Linked DNA regions of Oryctolagus cuniculus: region 2 is linked to region 1. A link is a contact called in public Micro-C data. All regions are on one chromosome and are shown on one strand. Each heading gives the region's core, a stretch centred on a gene start, on an enhancer-like site or on the middle of the called end of the contact. The rest is flanking DNA. Distances are from core to core; before and after follow the strand shown. Region 1 overlaps MXI1 (MAX interactor 1, dimerization protein). Region 2 overlaps MXI1 (MAX interactor 1, dimerization protein).

Region 1 (3,609 bases), core at 318-2,817:
TCTAAAATTTTGAGACATGATCTCAGCCATGAATCAGAAATGATGTTCTCTAGTTTCAGGGATTAATAGTATCTGTAGTAATTAGCTCTAGCAATTTGAAGATAGATTCCTGAAGTTCTGTGGCAAGTCTGGAATTCAGATGAAATGTGAAATTTATTTGAAGCTTCTCTTATTTAAAAGTACATTTTGCGGCCGGCATTGTGGCTCAATTGGCTAATCCTCCACCTGCGGCGCCGGCACCCTGGGTTCTAGTCCCGGTTGCTCCTCTTCCAGTCCAGCTCTCTGTTGTGGCCCAGGGCAGCGGAGGATGGCCCAAGTGCTTGGGTCCCTGCACCTGCATGGGAGACCGGGAGGAAGCACCCAGCTCCTGGCTTCGGATTAGCACAGCGCCGGCTGTGGCGGCCATTAGGGGAGTAAGCCAACAGAAGGAAGACCTTTCTCTCTCTCTCACTTACTGTCTATAACTCTCTGTCTCTCTAACTCTGCCTGTCAAAAAAAAAAAAAAAAAAAAAAAGTACATTCTGCAGTATCTATGCTTCCTTATATAAAAGAATATTTTCTTACCAATCTTCAAGAAAATGATAGCTTCTGGAAAATATCTGGGTAACCATATTTAACCTTTTGGCATCAGATATCTGGTATATCTGTGTTAACTCAGTGTTAAGTGCATCTTATGGCTACACATAGCTTGCCCTAAGAATGCATAGATTTTTTCGAAAGTTTTAGAAAGTTTTCCAAGATTGAGTATCATATATCCCAACTGATTTTATTTTTTATGTAGGTGAGCCCTTTCATGCAGCGGTTGACAGTATGACAGAATAATTTGTGTTATATAATATATTATGGTATTATATGATTTGCAATCTCATTATTATAAAAGTTGGTGTTCCTATTATTTTATAAGATACCAATTCAGAGGAATAGTAAGTGAAAACAATTTCTTTTTGCAAAGTGCGAAGAGGGTCCTAGCTATTAAGTTTTTATCTATGTTCTAATGGAGTCCTGAGACTGCCACAATCATATCTGACACTAGGGAGATTGCTCTTGCCAAATCACTACCTGGGAGTTCATAGTCTGCTTATTTTTTGTGAAACAGATGATAGAAACAGTTGTAGGTAAAACGTAATTATCATGCCATTTTATAGGAAAAGATTGTCTAACTTTTGTATTTCAGAAACAAAATAAGCTGAACAACAGAATATGATCATAGATGTTTTAGTAAATGAAATTAATGAGCAACAATGTGTTTGATATATCTGGGTCCATCTTAAGTGCCTTTTTTTTATATGAAAAGTTAGCAGATTTTTTTCCTTGGTAGCTTTGGAGATTTTTCTGAAAATTCTCAACAGATTAAATTTTGGGAAAACCTTTGAATGTAGAATGTGTGGGATTATGCAGCTAGCTGCTGTCATGTGCGGGAGTGTGTGTGGGGGTTGGGAAACCTGGCCACCAGCCACTGCAGCTTTGAAGTATGAGGCTCATGGGAGAACTCGAAGTCCATTGCATAACATTAAACAGAAGAAAATACAAGCCCTGTGCCTATCACTTGATTTGTTTTCCATTTTGATTTAGTTAGTTGGCAAAGTCTTGGGACCCTGTAGTGGAGGAATGAAAGACAAGCCAGTTCCAATGAAGGACCATGCCTCCAAGGGCACCAGCCAGTGGATGGTTAGTAGGGCTGGGCAGGGGTTACATTTCTTATTGTTAGGCGAGGGGATTAGAGTTTTGAAAGACAACTTGAAAAACACCATTATGTGATACTTGCAGGTTTTTTCCTGACAGAGCATTCTTTCCCTCACAAGTATGGGCTGTTTGTGTGTGATATGCCTGTGCTTGAAAATATCACAGCTACTAGGAGGGACTATTTTTCTAGCAAAATCATTTCCCTCCATCTTCTGTGGTATTTCAGTTTGGCAGTAAAGTTTACAGGGTTTGAAATCAAAAGCAGCATTGGTTTCTTCAAGGAAAAATGATCCCAATCTACCAAAGTAAAAGCCAAACAGACCCTAATTGTTCTTTTTCCCACATGGGGCTTACCCTTTTTGAAGGTGTGGGTAATTATGATAGGGCCCTTCTTTCTGAAAGGGTTAGTGGCTGGGAATTGCTTTTTCCCCTGGGTAAAACTCACTTTTAAATCTCATTTTAAAACAGACCTCAAAGTGTCTTTGAAAATAAAAAGTATTTTCCTATCTCTCTCTCCAGCCTCCTCCCTTTCAGCAAGGAGACTTCAGTTCTCTCTCAGGACACCTCCTGCTGCAGTGTCTAATCCTAACTTTACTTTAGTAATACCCTAACTTAGGATAGATTTCATCCTTAGGGTTTTTATCGAGCTACCGGTGTGTGTGTGTGTGTGTGTGTGTGTGTGTGTATAATATAAATAATATCAATAAATAAAAGTATCTATGTGTTTAACAAAGGTTAAGTAAATACTGACCAAGGGGCTAGAATTTTTATTATTTTCCATTAAGTCTAGTTCTGTAAGTTTGGCAGTATCAGGTGCAAAACCATGCTTTTCATGAGTCTGTATTCTTTGAAGTCTTCTACTTCTTGTAGAATGTATCATGATATGATACTTGCAGTGTGTTCCTTAGTGAATAAGGACTTTCAGATCAAACCAAGCCTTTTTCTTCTTTTGTCTCTTATCTTCCTTCCTACTTCCAAAGTCTTATAGCCCATGATTTGGCAACTCCATTCAAGAGGCCCCTGAGCCACCAGTCACATGAGAATGAAGGCAAGAAAAGGACCAGATGGCATCAAAAGATACCCCTTTCTAGGTCGTTGGTGGTTAAGCTTGCAATCTAGTTACCAACAGGGTGACTATAGAGAGAAGGGATGGGGAGCAGCACCACTGTAAGGGAAGAATTTTGCCATGCAATTCTTGTTCCTTAAATTTCCTGGTGTGAAAACTTATGGAGGAAAATGGGTTTTCTGGTTTAACCGTTTACAGTTTGTACTCACAGGGTGTCCATTGCTGTTGGAAGGGTGCATTTACCTGAGTCGCACATACATGTGGAAACTATGTGCATTCTTCAGATGGGACTCAGAAGTATGGTTCCCTCTTGGTCAGCTGCTGTTCTGCGGCTGCCAGTAACCCTTTGTTACTCTACCCTACAAATCCCTATTTTATTCACAAGTACAGAAGTAAAGGAAATGGTATTTTGTGTCCAGATTTACCTCTCCCACAGGAGACCCACACACCACTCACTGCTTATCTTTCATACTAACAGCTGTTTTGGAGGACTAATATGAGGCTCCAAAAGTTCACAGCAGTGGGAGATGGGAGGGTAGGAAGTAGCTGTTTGGCCTAGTGTTTAAAGACACTGGTTAAGATAAACATGTCCCACATCAAGGATACCTGGGTTTGATTCCAGATTCCTGCTAATGCAGACCCTGGGAGTCAGTGGTTAATAACAAGTAGCTGGGCTTCTGCCACTATGTGGAAGACCTAAACTCAGCCTCATTTCTGGCTCTAGCCTGGCCTGTTCCCAAGCCATTCTCCAGGAGTGAACTAACTGATGGGGAGCAGCAATCCACATGTAGTTTTTTCATAATATACATTTCCATGAACTTTTTGAAGGCCTCATATGTGCATGGATTCCAAAGATGTTT
Region 2 (3,609 bases), core at 473-2,972, 67 kb before region 1:
CTATCCCTTCCACCTCCGTGGAAGGGCAGTTCCCCCTGGCCACATTCCCCACTTCCGCAGGGGAGCGGCACTCCGCCGGCCGGCTCTCTGGGGGCTGCACAGGTGTTCCCCTTAGATGTTCCCCATAGATGTTCCTGGTGCATGCCGTTTCTCTCCTCCTTTATAGTCCTCCTCCGCCAATCCCAACTCGGCTGCCCACACGCCGAGTACGCTGCTCTCCTCCAATCAGGAGCAAGTCCTACAGTTTATTGGTTGAACTGGAGGCAGCTGTGCAGAAGCTGTTTACTTCTCTCCTAGCGCCATATTGTGGGAGAGCAGATGCATAGAATAAGTCTTAATTCCAGTAACTCAGTCTAGTCCGGATTGCTCCCCACACATCTAACTTTGAAAGAACAGAACATTGTAATACAGAAACCTGACAAATGCCACAACAGAGGATATTATAGTTTACTTGTGCTTTTGCTATAGATGCAAAAGTCATAGGCAAAATGTTAACCCACAGAATTGAGCAGGACTTCAAAAGAATATTATACTGTGGCTGACCAGGTTAGATGCCAAACATGGCAGAAAATCATGAAATCTCGTGTATATGTGATGACAGATACAAATTAGAGGAGAATAATACATGACTATAGCGACAGGTAGTGGTGAGTCTTTTGAAAAAGGTATTTGGAAGGGATTCCCAATGAAGGCAACTACTTCAATACAACACGCTGTTGATTTGTGGGGTCTTTTAATTAAAGTGGGAGAGTGGGAATGGCCCATGGCCATCGCCAGCAGAGAGGGAGCTGCTTCTCCATCTCCTATCCTCGGGGAAGAGTAAGCCTGGAACCGGGAACAAAAACAGCCTTAGAGCCCCCTGCCATGTGCCTTGATCATGATATTTACGGTTGAAAACTATCAGAAAGTGGAGCTCCACCTCTGTTGTTTCTTTAAACTGGAATTCACCTGCAGAAGAAATATGGAGACAGATGAGTGCCTAGGGCTGCGGGACTGAGTGCTAACCCTTGCTCCATCAGTTTGAGAGACAGCTGTGTGGCCTTGAGCAAGTTGCTATACCTCTCTGAGCCTCAGTTGTCTTAATAAATGGAGACTGAGAAATAAGCTTAATGATATAAACTCCTGTGACAGGAACCATGAAATGTTACTTGGGGGAACATTCACTTGTTGTGGCCTTAGCCAAATCCCTGCACATACCTAATCAGTTGCACCCCTGATCCCCCCAAGTGGGTAAGCAAGCCACTTCGATGTGCATGTTAATTGAGTCCTGCATTGCAGATTTCTTCTTGGATCCAAGTCCGTGCAAACAAGAAAGAAAAGGACATTTAAGAGAGTAGTGCATCCATTATAATCACCGAAATAGGCTGCTGTAATAAGGGCCATTTAATAAAATGTGAGAAGCCCTTTTCTAAGAGGAAAGAGATGGGTCAAGTGCAGCTGTTTGAGCCTTTGCCAATGGTCTGATCTCACCAGAAAAACTGGAGTTAAAAAACAACAAACTTCCAGATTCAGCGATCTCAGATTAACACTGCCTCCCCTGCTGTTCTCCCCAGCCCTTGTCCTTTCTTTCCCTCTCTCCCCAGCTGGGGCACCTGGGTCACCTGGAGGTGTCTGTGTGGTGGAGATGTCAGCCGGCAGTCCTGGCGACTGGAGCCCGGGGAGGCGGCAGCCACCTCTCGGGTTTAGCATTACGTCATCCCTTCTGGACCCAAATTTATCTCGGCTGCACACAGGCCCGCAGCTCGGAGCTGCCGCTGACTTGAGGAGAGCTTACGCATGAAGTTAGGCAGGGCTGACTCACTGGGCAGACAGAAGGGTTTTCTGCTGCTCTTCACGTTTCTGGGCCCTGGGGGAGAGATGGGAGGAGACTGGTCGGCATTTTGGGTGTGTGTGTGTTGGGGGGGGGGGGATGGGGAGATGTATAAATGTTATGGTTCTCCTTTAGGAGCTCCGAGCTCACCACCCCCTGCTCCCAACATGATTGTTTGAAAATAATCCTTACAGATAATTGCAGAAAATCGTACCCTACACAGTCAGTACTCTGTGTTTTCAGGGAAGTTCTTGTAAGCACCAGGTGTCACCAACACGGTGGCTTTGCACTTGCCACTTAACCTCATGGCCTCTTCCCCTCTCTCCATCTCTTTCATCTGCAGAAAATGTGTATAACACATCACCCTCCATTGTTCATGAATCTGCAATAAATCACTTGGAAATTTGTGTGTAATAAACTGTGCCGGGAAAGGACCCCTAAGAATTGAGAGCTGTGTCTGGTCCCTACAGAAGGCAGATTGTTAGAGACCTGGAAGACTCTGGGGGGACTTTTTCCATTTTCCAATGAAACTCCCGAGGGAGGTGAGAGAGGAGAGAGGAGGGGAGAGAGAGAGAGACAGAGAGACAGAGAGTGAGATAAGATCCCAGGTTCTTTTGTCAGTAGACTCTGGAAGCCTTTTTTCCCTACTGCCTTTTGTCGTGCTAACTGGATTCATGTGAGCAAAAGGTGGCCCTGGCTGCACCTGGGTTCTACGGATAACACCCTAAGCTTTGTGCTGGAGGGCGGCCCTTGTGGCCAGTGTCTAAACAAGATCTCCAGGAGACAGCCAGAGCAGGAAGAGGCTAGAAATATGTAGATAAACCACCCCTGAACACTGCCCACCATCACTCGTACCTTTCCTGTTTTCAACATATCTGTATGTGGTGGCTCTCTGGCTACTTTTCCATCTCTCCTCTCCCTCTTGGCCATGGCTTCAAATGGAGTGGTTAATTTACCTGGATGTCAACTATGGAAGGCTGGGCATAGGCCCCAGTCATCGATCCAGTCTCCTCTTACCATCCTGTTATGACTCTGTGATCCATGGAATTAAACTCTTATTGGATTCATGTATATTTTCAATTCACATCACTTTGCTTGATTGCATGTCACATGGGTTTAGCTGTCATGGGGTAAATATTTTTTGTTTAAGTTCCTGGTGTAGCCCTTGGCAATTTGGGATCTGAGTCTTGAAGGGGTCCTGCAAGTGGTGGAAACTTTCAGTCTAGGAGTTTTTACCCTTGACTGACAGATGTTCTGAGTAAATGGTATTTTCTTTTAAACAGTCCTGTCCCATCCCTACCCAACATATCCCTTATTGGGCGTGGATGGTAGTTGTTACCATCACCCAGTGGTGAAACTCAGATCTGAAATGACCCAGCTAACATCTGAAAAAGTATAGCCCTTTTTCCAAAATCTTTACCCCCCCCCCCAAAAAAAATCCTTCATGGCTTGTGAACTCCCATTTTGGGCCTCCTTGCATTTGATGGAACATCTATTGGTTCCTAAATGTTATATCAACTGTAATGGTTAAAAGGGCTGGCAAAATTTTGTAACTTGTGACCTCACTGAACATTTTAGTCACTGCGCAAAACTAAAGGTACAGGCCGGCGCCGCAGCTCACTAGGCTAATCCTCCACCTAGTGGCGCCAGCACACCGGGTTCTAGTCCCAGTCAGGGCACCAGATTCTGTCCCGGTTGCCCCCCTTCCAGGCCAGCTCTCTGCTGTGGCCCGGGAGTGCAGTGGAGGATGGCCCAAGTGCTTGGGCCCTGCACCCCATGGGAGATCAAGATAAATACCT

Evidence for each region. Hi-C and Micro-C count contacts between places; a contact is called where the count stands out from the background.
Region 2: a Micro-C map of ear pinna shows a contact between it and region 1, with 2.7 times the contacts expected there. The contact joins two enhancer-like sites. A contact is called at or near these places in 2 of 6 Hi-C or Micro-C datasets (ear pinna and embryonic fibroblasts).

Annotation. Positions count from the first base shown.
Region 1 is chr15:19,968,154-19,971,762 of mOryCun1.1, reverse strand. The region is part of intron 3 of MXI1 (MAX interactor 1, dimerization protein); the gene reads left to right. Among named protein-coding and RNA genes, the nearest start is that of SMNDC1, 30 kb to the right of the region's middle. Within about 2 kb of position 1,567, at least 2 of the 8 cell types and tissues checked have an H3K27ac peak or open chromatin away from gene starts, as enhancers often do. A contact at or near this core is called in ear pinna, where this site is marked.
Region 2 is chr15:20,035,599-20,039,207 of mOryCun1.1, reverse strand. The region is part of intron 1 of MXI1 (MAX interactor 1, dimerization protein); the gene reads left to right. It overlaps LOC103351424 (a long non-coding RNA gene), which reads right to left. Exons shown (of 5, transcript XR_011382283.1): 1 at 3,608-3,609; 2 at 2,025-2,930; 3 at 1,198-1,846; 4 at 1-948. Among named protein-coding and RNA genes, the nearest start is that of MXI1, 13 kb to the left of the region's middle. Within about 2 kb of position 1,722, at least 5 of the 8 cell types and tissues checked have an H3K27ac peak or open chromatin away from gene starts, as enhancers often do. A contact at or near this core is called in ear pinna, where this site is marked.